Regions from separate parts of the Cricetulus griseus genome. Here region 1 is linked to region 2. A link is a contact called in public Hi-C data. All regions are on one chromosome and are shown on one strand. The core of a region is the stretch at or near the end of the contact, and the rest is flanking DNA. Distances in the headings are between cores, read along the strand shown. Region 1 overlaps Epb41l4a (band 4.1-like protein 4A). Region 2 holds the start of Epb41l4a (band 4.1-like protein 4A).

Evidence for each region. A called contact is a pair of places that touch in the nucleus more often than the background predicts.
Region 1: a Hi-C map of the CHK-Q cell line shows a contact between it and region 2, with 2.7 times the contacts expected there. The contact joins the enhancer-like site here to the promoter of Epb41l4a in region 2. A contact is called at or near these places in 2 of 8 Hi-C or Micro-C datasets (the CHK-Q cell line and fibroblasts).

What each region holds. Positions count from the first base shown.
Region 1 is chr2:203,601,910-203,607,991 of CriGri-PICRH-1.0, reverse strand. All of the region lies in intron 14 of Epb41l4a (band 4.1-like protein 4A), which reads right to left. Among named protein-coding and RNA genes, the nearest start is that of Epb41l4a, 150 kb to the right of the region's middle. Within about 2 kb of position 4,776, at least 2 of the 6 cell types and tissues checked have open chromatin away from gene starts, as enhancers often do.
Region 2 is chr2:203,449,193-203,454,627 of CriGri-PICRH-1.0, reverse strand. Epb41l4a (band 4.1-like protein 4A) reads right to left here and starts at 4,002. Exons shown (of 25, transcript XM_035440209.1): 1 at 3,490-4,002; 2 at 3,064-3,140; 3 at 2,706-2,935. The coding sequence starts at 2,804.

The DNA.
Region 1 (6,082 bases), core at 3,527-6,026, 150 kb before region 2:
CAGTCCCACAAAGATATATTCTGTAATTTGGGACAACAGTTTTCACAGATCTCTGCAAGTGACAACAATCGAGCATACAGTGATGTTTTCCCTGAAGTCTTCTATATCTTTTTCATGTCTGATCCTTCCAACTCTGAGTGAGGTAAGCCAGGGAACATAGAGAGTTTTAGGGAGAAGGGTCCTTAAAGTTTACATACCTGATTCCTTTCTTTTATGGACAATGGGATGAGAGTGTATGCTGTAAAGTCTTTTTACAGTTAGAGCAGAAATTACTGACAAACATACGCCTTTCTCCCTTTTCTTCAGTCACCACTGCATGCTTTCCTAATGGAAAAGCTTGCATAATCAGGCAACGGGCAACCTAACTTTTCCTCAGAACATTCTTTTTTTTAAGATTTTATTTATTTATTATGTATACAACATTCTGCTTCCATGTATATCTGCACACCAGATCTCATTACAGATGGTTGTGAGCCATCATGTGGTTGCTGGGAATTGAACTCAGGACCTCTGGAAGAGCAGTCAGTGCTCTTAACCTCTGAGCCATCTCTCCAGCTCTCCTCAGAACATTCTTACAGTCAGGCTGACGACAACACAGAGACCCAGATTTGAATATTATCTCAGTAGATTATCTGAATCCAATTCGTCACATTGAAAAAGAAGAGACCGAATCACATGCTGTCCAAAGCAAAGTTAGCACTGTGTTAATTTTCTAGACACCGTCACCACAGTCACCACACAGCAGCTTGTGTTCAGAACGCTTTGTCCTAATGCCCTGGGAAGAGAACTGACATTAATGTCTTCCTTTTCCTGTCTTTGGCTGACCAGAGAAGATAAACACGAACAAGCATGCAAATTCTGACAGGTGTGAGGGCTATCATGTCCTCATCTTTTCCCAGTCTCCTTCCTCTCACTTTTTCCAGTCCCTTGCCCCAAATGATCTTGATCCAGACATCCTCCAAGCTAAAGAACCAGTTACTCTTAGAATCACTTCACCTCCCCTGGGTCCTGGTTTCTTACCTGCAACACAGAGCACCTGCCCCACTTGGGCTCCTGCAAGGACTCTGTGTGCTCATGACTCTTTCTTCTCTGGATTAAAGCCTGCGCTCCAAGACGCCCCATCTGCAATCCTCTCTAACATGGGGCTAATGTGCACAGGCACCAAAGTGCCTCACTGCAGTCTTTGAAAACTCTCTCTGCTCATGTTGCAGAGGGAAGGTTGTTAAGCTTGTAACCTGAGGGGACTTGTAGATTCCTGGATCCAGAGTCCTGAGTCTTCCTTGCTCAGTAACTCTGCCTCCCCTCTTTGAGCCCAACAGGCTTTGTCCTTCTTTGTCCTCTCTCTTTCCTTTGGCTTCGTGACACTGGAGATATTCCTGACATGGAGTTTTCTAAGCTCGGTCTGGTATGTCCTGTTACTTGCTCTAAAAAATCACACTGTTACTTCCTAAAATAGTATCAGTGTCTTCAGTTCTGAGCCTTTCAAGGACTATCTCTATTGAAAAAATAATGAGTGTATGTTTGAAACCATTTTCCCAGTATAATGCACTCCTGACAATTAACTACTAGATTTTTTAAAATTACAAAATGGGGGTGGGGGTGGGGGGAAGCAAATAAAATCTATCTCGCATTCTTCATTTGCTAAGAAACACTTCCCCTTTAAAGGCCACTACTATCACTAACCCATGCCTGCATGTGCATCTGAACCATATACCCCACCCATGTTCGTGTATGTCTTTTTATACAACGGGAGCACGAATCACTACCAGGGCCCATGCTGCTTTTTCCCTCCCTCATTTCTTGCTTACACTGTATCTCAGAGATCATTCTATATACTTATTATAGCCATGTTTGCTCTGTGGTTCCCAGACAAGTCCCAGCACCCACTTTCTAACCTAAACACTCATGGTCATAGCATCCTCTAAAAGAAATGAGTGGGACACGATCTGTGGAGCTCAGGGATGGAACCAAGCACGCAGGAATGGCAATAAACGTTACTTATTAACATTCTCTTCCCTTGATGGGCACCTTGTAGAGCCTGGCCTTTCATGGCAAGTATCATGGAGCTGTGGAATTGTACCAACATACAAGTTCAAACCCTATTCTCAGATTTCTTTTGACAGATACATAGTACTGGACACAGTGTGTATTTCTAGGTCAGTTGCCAACTATATTTATACTATATTTAAGGTAGTTACGATGTGCCTACAACAAAGCCTGCTCATATTAGACAGGTGAAGTTGTTGAGCTTACTAAGAATTTCTTCATCCAAAGCCCTGGTATTTCCGTGTTGTCTGTTTGTTCAACAATGTGGTCTCCCCTCTCTGCAGCCTTTGGCTTCATCCTATCTTTGTCTGTTCTCTTTCTACTGTCTGCTTGATGTGAAAATGCACCCAGTAGGACTAACAACTAATTCCTTCAAGTAGGGAAGCCACCAGCACAGATATGATCAATTATGGGAACTTGGAAACTGTCAGGTAGGTCCCTGTTATAAACAGAAGCTGTAAAGTAGGCCCTTGTTACAAATGCCTTCTAAGAAGCTATTTTCCAATTCAGTCGTAGAAAATCCCTACAGGAAGAGAACAATGAACATTTGAAGGGGAGTGTGAGAGAAAGCAGAAAGGCAGTTGTCGGGATGGAGTGTTTGTGAGAACAAAGTTTCAGTGTTACAAGAGAAAACTGTTGTAGAGAACTGTCTACAACACAGTGAATGAGAGTGTAAAGATGTTAAACTTAACAGTGTTTTCTTACCACCAAGAAATCAACTTGGACTAAAGGCTACTCTAAAAAGTAGGAAGACAATAAGGGGGACAATGCCTAATAATGTTCATACCAGCACTTTGGAGGCTAAGGTAGGAAGATTATGAGTCCATGGCCAGCCTGGAACCCTATCTCAAAAGACAAAGGGAGGGAAAAAACCCAGACTGTGTCCTGAACTACCCTCTTCCTTTATATTCTGTTAATACTGACTCTTGTTCAGTGACATGAAAGTCCCCAATTTCCTTCTCCATCCCCAGACATTGTACTTAAATGCCCCCCATTGTCTCATCCCCCATTGTCCACTGCCCATAGTCCCGTAACAGCCATATTATCCTTTGTATGACCGCATCATAAGTATAATTCAAAGAGTGAAGGGTGGATTTCAGAAAAAAACTAAAGTGCACCAAGCCCCCACTAAAGCACAATAAGATGTTCAACATGTTTAAAACACCATCTCCAGGACAATAACCCAGGAGGCAGGGTTAATATCCCCACTTGCCAGATGAAGAAACAGAGGCTCAAGGTAGTTATGTGCTTTTTAAACACTAAACACTTAGTAACATGGACCTCTGAGGCCAAATGCAGATTAACCAGGTCTGGCTTCTTGTATTTACTAGATCGACAATTCCTTGAGTTAATGATACGCCTTGGATTGATGAATACCCCATTCACACAGTTTCCTTTTTTCTCTGCCTGATGGTTATTCACTCTGCTGGCTTCTGCTGACCTAGTAAATGTCTCTTTCTTGACTTGCCTCTTCAGCAGTCCAGAGCTACACTGCAGTAGGTGAAACTGTTCTTTGCTTCATCCAAAGCTTTTTCTGTATCGACTGTTTTGGCTGGACCTACCTCATGTCTCCAACAGACATGCCAGTCGCTACCCGCAGGCAAATCATTTGCCGTGGTCCTGAGCTGTGGCAACATCTTTCCCTGTAGTTGGCTGACCAACCTACTAATAACCAAGTGTTCATGCCAAGAGTGATGGAGTAGGACAGGGATTATGATTCTCCCAGGGGTTACCAAAGAAGCCCATTGGGAGCCCCAAGACAGGTGGAGGCATCTCATAACCATGTAGTAAGTCAACCATTTACCCTAACTCTTCCAATCTAGGATCCCAAAAAGGCAGTCTATAAAACAAATCTGTCACTCAGATTTAGCACATAGTTGTTTTTTTCTAAATGAAATCAATTACTAATATTTTAAATTCTAAAACGTATACATAAATATCCACACTTTGTGCTTCCTACAACACTGGAAGAATCATGAACACATAATGGACTTATTCTGCGACCATGGCCATGGCTGTCTGCTTGCATGCCCAGCCCAACAACCCTCACAACCTTTTGGTCATGGTGTCCATGGTCCCTTCCACACAACTTGAAGAGTAATGACACTGTCTTGCCTTAAAAAAATATTTTATGAGTATGAATATTTGCCTGCATGTATGTGTGTGTACCATGATCATGCCAGGTGTCCACAGAGGACAGAAGAGAGCATCGGGTCCCCTACACAGAGGTTATAAGCTGCCGTGCAGGTACAGGGACCCAAACCCCATCCCCTGCAAGAGCAGCAAGTGCTCCTAACCACTGTCTTGCTCTCTGTGATCTAGATGATACTGCAACTCCTTTGTCCTTCAGTGGAATGTTTCTAAGAAATTAAATGTCTCCCCAGGGAATCACAGCACTGCTGACAGTGCAATTGGCTTCACCACTATTTCCCTTACATCTAATTCTGGATTCTACCTAAATATTCTGTCCTTATGGCCTACATAACAGCAGATACTTCTCACAAGAGCCCACCTGCCTGAGCTGCCAAGACCTTATCAGAGACAGGGCTGTGCAAATATGCATATTTCCTGCCTGCCACCTCCCTTCCTCTCCATACACTGGGGCTCTAGCCACCGAAGCAGCTCTGATTTTTGGAATGCTCTGGCCGCCTGCCCTGGCACTGAACTCCTCTGGGTGGGACTGCAGGCTGTGGGGTGCAGAATCTTGACTCTGGAATGTACTTCCTCATAGAGGTGGCCAAGACCTATGCTTGGCAGATTCCAAACACAATGACCTTTAAGCTACCAGACATGGATTACTCCTGACTGAGAGGTGAGTCCAAGACTCTTTACACTCACGGAGAGCGGGTTAAATGGGGCAAGTCATCTACTCAGACTGATCTGTTTTCTCTTCCAAAGGAATAAAGGGATAACTTCTGAAGTAAAAAGTGGTGCATGTATGCTAAAAACACAAGCTAGCAACAACAGTCTCCAGTTGATTGCTACTTGTTATTAATAAAAAAAAATGTGAAATGAGAAGTGAGAATACAGGCTGATGATTCCAAGAATTGTAGTTCTAAAACTTTATTTGTGATCATATAAGAGGATTTGATCTATAAGAAATAGTAGTTGGCCTTATTAAAGTAAAAAAGAACCTATGTCTTCTCTAAACTATAACTCCACTTCTGCCAGATACAGGGCAAGTCCTAAAAAACAAACAATAACCAAAAACCCCAAACCACCACCCCAAAAGAACAACAACAACAACAAAAGGCCAGGCACCCCAAAAGAACAACAACAACAACAAAAGGCCAGGCATTGGTTGTGTACCCCTTTAGTCCCAGGACTCGGGAGGCAGAGGCAGGAGGATCTTTGTGAATTTGAGGCCAGCCTGGTCTACAGGAATGAATTCCAGGACAGGCTCCGAAACAATACAGAGAAACCCTGTCTCAAAAAACAAAACAAAACAACAACAACGACAAACCCACCATAGTCCCTATTTTAAAAATTGTTAAGCTTGGTCTAGTAGGACAGTCCAAAATTACCATAAACAATTTACCAAGACCCTGACTCAAAACAAAAACAAAATTTTAATTTAAAAAGATTTATTATTATTATTAAGTTTTAATTATATATAAGTGTGTATGTTTGCATGCGGCCCTGGAGCTGGTTGTGAGCCACCTTACATGGGTGCTGGAAACCAAACTCAGATCCTCTGGAAGAGCAACAAATTACTCTTAACTGCTAAGCCATCTATCTCTTCAGTCTCCCAAAATAAAAACTGAAAAGAAACAAATCTGGGGATATAGTTCAGTGGTAAAGCACGCGGTCCTAGGTTCAATGCCCAACACTACAAAAGTAAGAATCATCCTCCGCCATTTTAATGATCAAATTTTTTCAAGTATTTTAAATAACTTTAGCAAGGTAATACCTTGTTTCCTTTTAGCCAGTAAAATTTAAGCTTTTTTTCTCTTCTTCTTCTTCCAGCTCTAGGAATAAAATCAAGGGCTTGATATACTTTAAACTACACTACATCCATAGCCTAGTTAAAAAAAAA
Region 2 (5,435 bases), core at 2,753-5,252:
TTACTGAGTATGAAGTAATTGTTCACCTGTGAACTAAAGTGGGAGCTAATTTTATCTAATTAATATACAGTAACTGGGGCTGGAGAGATGGCTCAGCAGTTAAGAGCACTGGCTGCTCTTCCAGAGGACCAGGTTCAATTCCCAGCACCCACATGGAAGCTTACAACCATCTATAATTCCTATTCCAAAGGATCAGACAGCCTCTTAAGACATGTATGCAGGGAAAACATCAACACATAAAATAAACAACATTCAAATATGCATATGGAGTAATTGACACATGTATATCATAACATGGGAAGGGTAATAGGATGTTTTAAAAAGTCAATTATGGGGCCGGGCGTTAGTGGCGCACGCCTTTAATCCCAGCACTCAGGAGGCAGAGGCAGGCGGATCTCTGTGAGTTCGAGGCCAGCTTGGTCTCCAGATCAAATGCCAGGATAGGCTCCAAAGCTACACAGAGAAACCCTGTCTCGAAAAACCAAAAAAAAAAAAAAAAAAAAAAAAAAAAAAAAAATCAATTATGTATAGCATAGCACATGTGTTTAATCAATGTCTGAGTACCATTTACACAGAAGATGCTTTTGCAAACCTCATACCACTGGTAAACATACAAACGCTTAATTTAGCACATGCCACAGGTAGATAGGCCCTAATGCACACATGTTTAAGGAGATATAGAAGTTGTAGATAATGTGGTTAACCCCACAGACAACATCTGTGTTACACACACGGACATCAAAATCAGCATGGCATGCTTTTGTGACACCAAAAGAGGCCACGCTTGTGGTAAGAACGATTACTTCCAACCAAAGCCTGCTTTAAATACTGTTTAGTTAGTTACAAGGCATTCAGCCAAAATAACACTACCCTCGAGTTGTTGTTGCCTACGACTCACTCACCAACTTTTAACCCATTTGAAAAACAAGGTAAATACTATGGATTTGCTAAAAGTAAGTATGGATCAGGACTTTGGACTCACATTTCTTTAACAAACTTACTACTCTATTTGATCCCAAGTCTTGGCTGCTCTCCTGACAGAATAATCTACACAAGCCACAGCTGATGGGGGCATGGCTTTCATGATTAAACGGGGAGCTCTTGCTGCAGATGACTCTAGTTCCCAGATGCGTGTATCCTTTGCACTTCAGAAAAAGCTCTTTGCTGGCTTAGGATCAGATGATAACTTATTGTTCTCTGATTGTTCCCACACCAGGGAATCTGTCTGCATTACCCAGAACTGTCCCTTTTTTCTTGTTTTTGTTGTTTTTATTTTGGCCTATTTTGTTCACAACAAAATGTTCTATCATATTGTGCAATAAGGTTTTGTTTCCCCCTGCTTCCATAGGCTCTGAGGGTGTTGTGTCTATGTCCATAGAGAAAAGTTAAAAATATAAAGCCAACACTGTCCTTCCAAATACTGTTTTATTGCTCTTGGGAAAGACCAAAAGATGAGAATTTGATTCAATTTTGCTTATTATAATTGCTGAGGAACACTACTTAAAACGATTTTCCAAAGCAAGACCTAAAGTGTTTTAGCTTTAATTGGTCACTTTGGCCTTTGTTCTGCAAGAGGGTTACACCCATGAAATTCTAATTCTGTATGACCAAACTGGCGGCATCCACGAAGAGGCTTCTAGCCAGGAACAGTTTTTCTGGTGGGCATGAAGGTAATCAAAACAGACTCGCCCAAGGAAATGCCCAGAACCTACCTCAGGCGGGTAACTTGTGAAACGACAGGACTAGGAAAGGGAAAGAGGAGGCATCATGAACTCTATCACCAGACACCCAGCTCCCGGACGCGCAGGGGATGGCGGGGGGGGGGCGGGGGGGCAGACACACACGACCTGCAGACTCCACAGCTGCCTTAACTAAAATGACTCGGTGGTTTAATACTGATGGAGAAGGAGAAAGGCAAACAAAACACACGGTATTCCTGGCTCCTTGGTAGTTAAACTGTTGGAAAAGCGAAACAAACGCGCAGGCGCATCCTCAGGTTGTCAAGTATTAAAAAAAAAAAAATGCACTCATTAAAATTAAGGAAGTGGGTTGGGTGCAAGCTCGTAGGCTTTCTAGGTGAGAAGCAGCAATACATTTTTGATGACTACAAACAGGAGCAAACCGATCATGGATTTGCTTTGTGAGACGTTTACTTAAATGTGGAAATAAAACCAGCTCACTAAGATGAAAGAAAATTGTTTTCGGGGGCAAATGTAGCATTCCCCAGCTACAAATCCGGGGAACACAATCACAACCACCTGACAAATGTTTCAGCGAGTGAATGCATTAGTTTACTTCCCCCAAGAATACTACCGGGGTGGGGGGTAGGGGGGCTTCCATAAAGCAGAGAAGCACGCCTCCAGCACCCGAGTGGGGTGCAGCCTGTCCGTTCAATTCTGCGCCTGTCTGGGAGCTGAAAGGGGCCTAAGAGCTTCTGGGGGAGCCAGGGAGTGGGCAGACTCTGTCTCCCTCGCCGGACCTCGAATTGCTGCTGGAAGTTGGGGCGTCGAAGACCCTTCAAGACAGCAGTTACTTTTCTAGGCAACTCCAAGTTAGCGCATCCCCACAGACCCCCTTCTCTGTCTGAGGCCGCGGGCTGCTGCCCCGCCTTTCCACCGGCGGCCGGGATAGACCAGTGACAGTCTTGAGACAAAGCCGCGGACCCCCACGTCGCAGCCCCCGCACTGTGCCCCGGCCGTGCCTACCTTGATGCCCTGCTGCTGGGTGGTGAGGGTGAGCTTGGACTCGTCCAGGAGCAAAACTTCGCAGTAAAATTCTTCCTGAACCGCGCAGAAACAGCCCATGTCGGCTGAAAGCGTCTCCAGCCAGGCGAGAGCAGCGACCGCGGTGCCCGCCGCCTCCTCCCTCAAGCGCGAAGCATTAATTTATTGTGCGCGCCGTGGAGAGGACGAGAGACGCGGGTCTGGGTGGGGCCCTGGGGGGGGGAGCGTTAGGGTCCTGCGGTCGAGCCGAGGTCACCCCGAAAAGCTCGGAGAGCGGAGGCGGGAGGGCGAGCGCGCCCCAGGAGCGTCAGGAACCCGGAGCCTCCCGGGAAGCACCCACCGAACTGGGCGTCGGGAGCGGCGTGTCCCCGCGCATCCTGCGGCTGTGGCTCCTCTTCTGAAGACTGGGGCGGCGACCTGGAGACAGGAGTCGCCTAGTTAGGGGCGGCCGGTCAGAGACACGAAAAGGGCGAGCCGGGCGCTCCAGACCCTCCCTGGGCTTGGACGCCCCTCAGTACTGCGCAGCGATTCCCCTGCCGCAGCTCCAGAGTCCCCACCGGGCGCACACTGCCAGCGCCGACGCCGCCCCACACCCACCCAGCCCCGACAAGGTAGACAAGAGCAGAAAGCGCTCAGCTTCTCTTTTGTGTCGGGGGTGGCCACGACCCCCCAGCCCGGGACGCAGCGCCAGAGGCGAAGGTCGCCACTCCCCCCGCCACTCTCACAGCCAGCCCCGGAGCGCGGAGGACCGGTCAGGGCTCCTCACCGAAACCAGCCGAGGGGAGGTCAGCTTGTCGCGGGCCGCGGCTTCCGTTTGAGGGTCCCCGAACTCATCCCGCGGAGATGGCCAAGTTCAAGCTCTCCTCTCCCGAACGCCCTGCCTCGGGGACCGAACGCCGCTCCTGACGAACGTCTTGAAAAGCCGGGCGTCGGAGGACCTGCGGGCGGGCGAGCGAGCGGCCGGCGCGACAGTACCCCGGCACCCAGGCCGCCGAGGCTCCAGGGAAAGTTCTTGGCGGCGCGCGGGGCGGGGCCCTGGGCGGGAGCGACCCAGGTGCAGAGGGCCCCGGACTCAGGGCGACCGCAAAAAAGCCACCAAGCTGAAGCAGGATCCGCCGGACGACGACCCGAGCGCCCCTTCTGGGCGGGGTCTGCGCTGGGTGCGGAGGGCGGGGCGGAGGTGGTCAGTCTGGCGCGGTGCCGCCAGGTCCCAGCGAGAACGCGTGCGCTGCGCCGGAGCCGCGCGGCCGTCGCCAGGTCACTGCGTTCGTTTCCCTGGGAGACCTGGAGGTTGGCTCTAGGCCGCCAGGGCGCAGTTCTGCTCCGACCCCTGCCTTCTGCCGTCCCAGTCCCACGCCCTCCGCGCGGCGGGCCGCGGCCAGGCACTGGTGGGCACAATAGCTCTGAGGCTGCAGTGACCCCTGGTGGGTCCCGGTGTCCGTGCACAGGCAACACCGGCTGACTGTGGAAGACACGGGACCCCCGCTGGCCCTGGGAGCAGGTGCAATCTGAGCTGTCTAGCTGGGAAGCAGCAGCGAATTAATGCCAATAGCAGTCACAGGAGGCTAAGGGAAGCATGCACTGCGGGAGGTGCCTTGCAGAAGCAGAACTCTGGTATTGACAACTAGAAAGAGAAAGAACTTGGCATCGGGTAGAAATTCCCTCTTCTACCACTTGTTAGCCTGAATAGTCGAAACAAAAAAAACAAAACAACAACAACAAAAACCTACTTAAGTAAAAAACTTTGTGTCTGCAGCAACGCAGTAAAAACAGTTTTGCAACAGTTGGGCACAGTTGACAACAGTGATTTCCATGAAGGACTTCTGTATAAAACCTCACTTTTCTCTGCCCAACTTTGAGATATACGTTATCTTCCAACGTTTCTGGAAACTGAAACAGGCTTTGAGATTCTAGTCAAATCCTGTATACAACTTTGGGTTCTACTGCAAAAGGTTTATCCAACTTAAACCTCTTCGTTTTAAGCATCTCACTATGGAGGGTTTTCTGCAATACAGCTTTCCTGCCATTAAACGCCAAATGTAAGAGATCTCAATGTTTTTCTTTCTTTACCACAATATGCAGCAAAATCATCTAAGCCTGTAAAACTTAAAAAATAGTAGTAATAAAAGTCATGAGTTACCTGTTCTATGGTCCTTTGATTTGGGGTTTTTGTCCGTTGGCACTGATGGAAAGGCCGAGTTGGTGGTGGGGCAGTAATTCCGTAGCAAAATCATGACATTCCATACATACAACAGTCCTTATTGAAACATTGTCTTTTCCATCTCTTTATCGGAGATTGGAGATAAGAAAATTTAAAATCTGAGTTTTTAATTATTTATTTTTATCTTATGTATATTTTCTTATCCTCATTAGGATAAGAAAATTCTGCAAATTTTTAGTCACATTACTGAGTATAACTGATACACCACAGCCACATATATTTAAAGTATACAACTTACATTTTGACATATATGCACCCATGCAACCATCACCATAATCAAGCTGATAAATGAAATCATCTCTGATTTACTCCAGCATGCTTGTATTCCCTCCCACACCTCCCCTACCAGGCACCCACAGATCTGCTTTCTGTCACTATAGATTATCTACACTTTCTCAAGCTTATATAGTGGATTCACACAGTGTCAACTCCTTTTTTGGTCTGGTCTGCTTCACTCAATACAATTATTCTGAGATTTATGCATGTTGTAT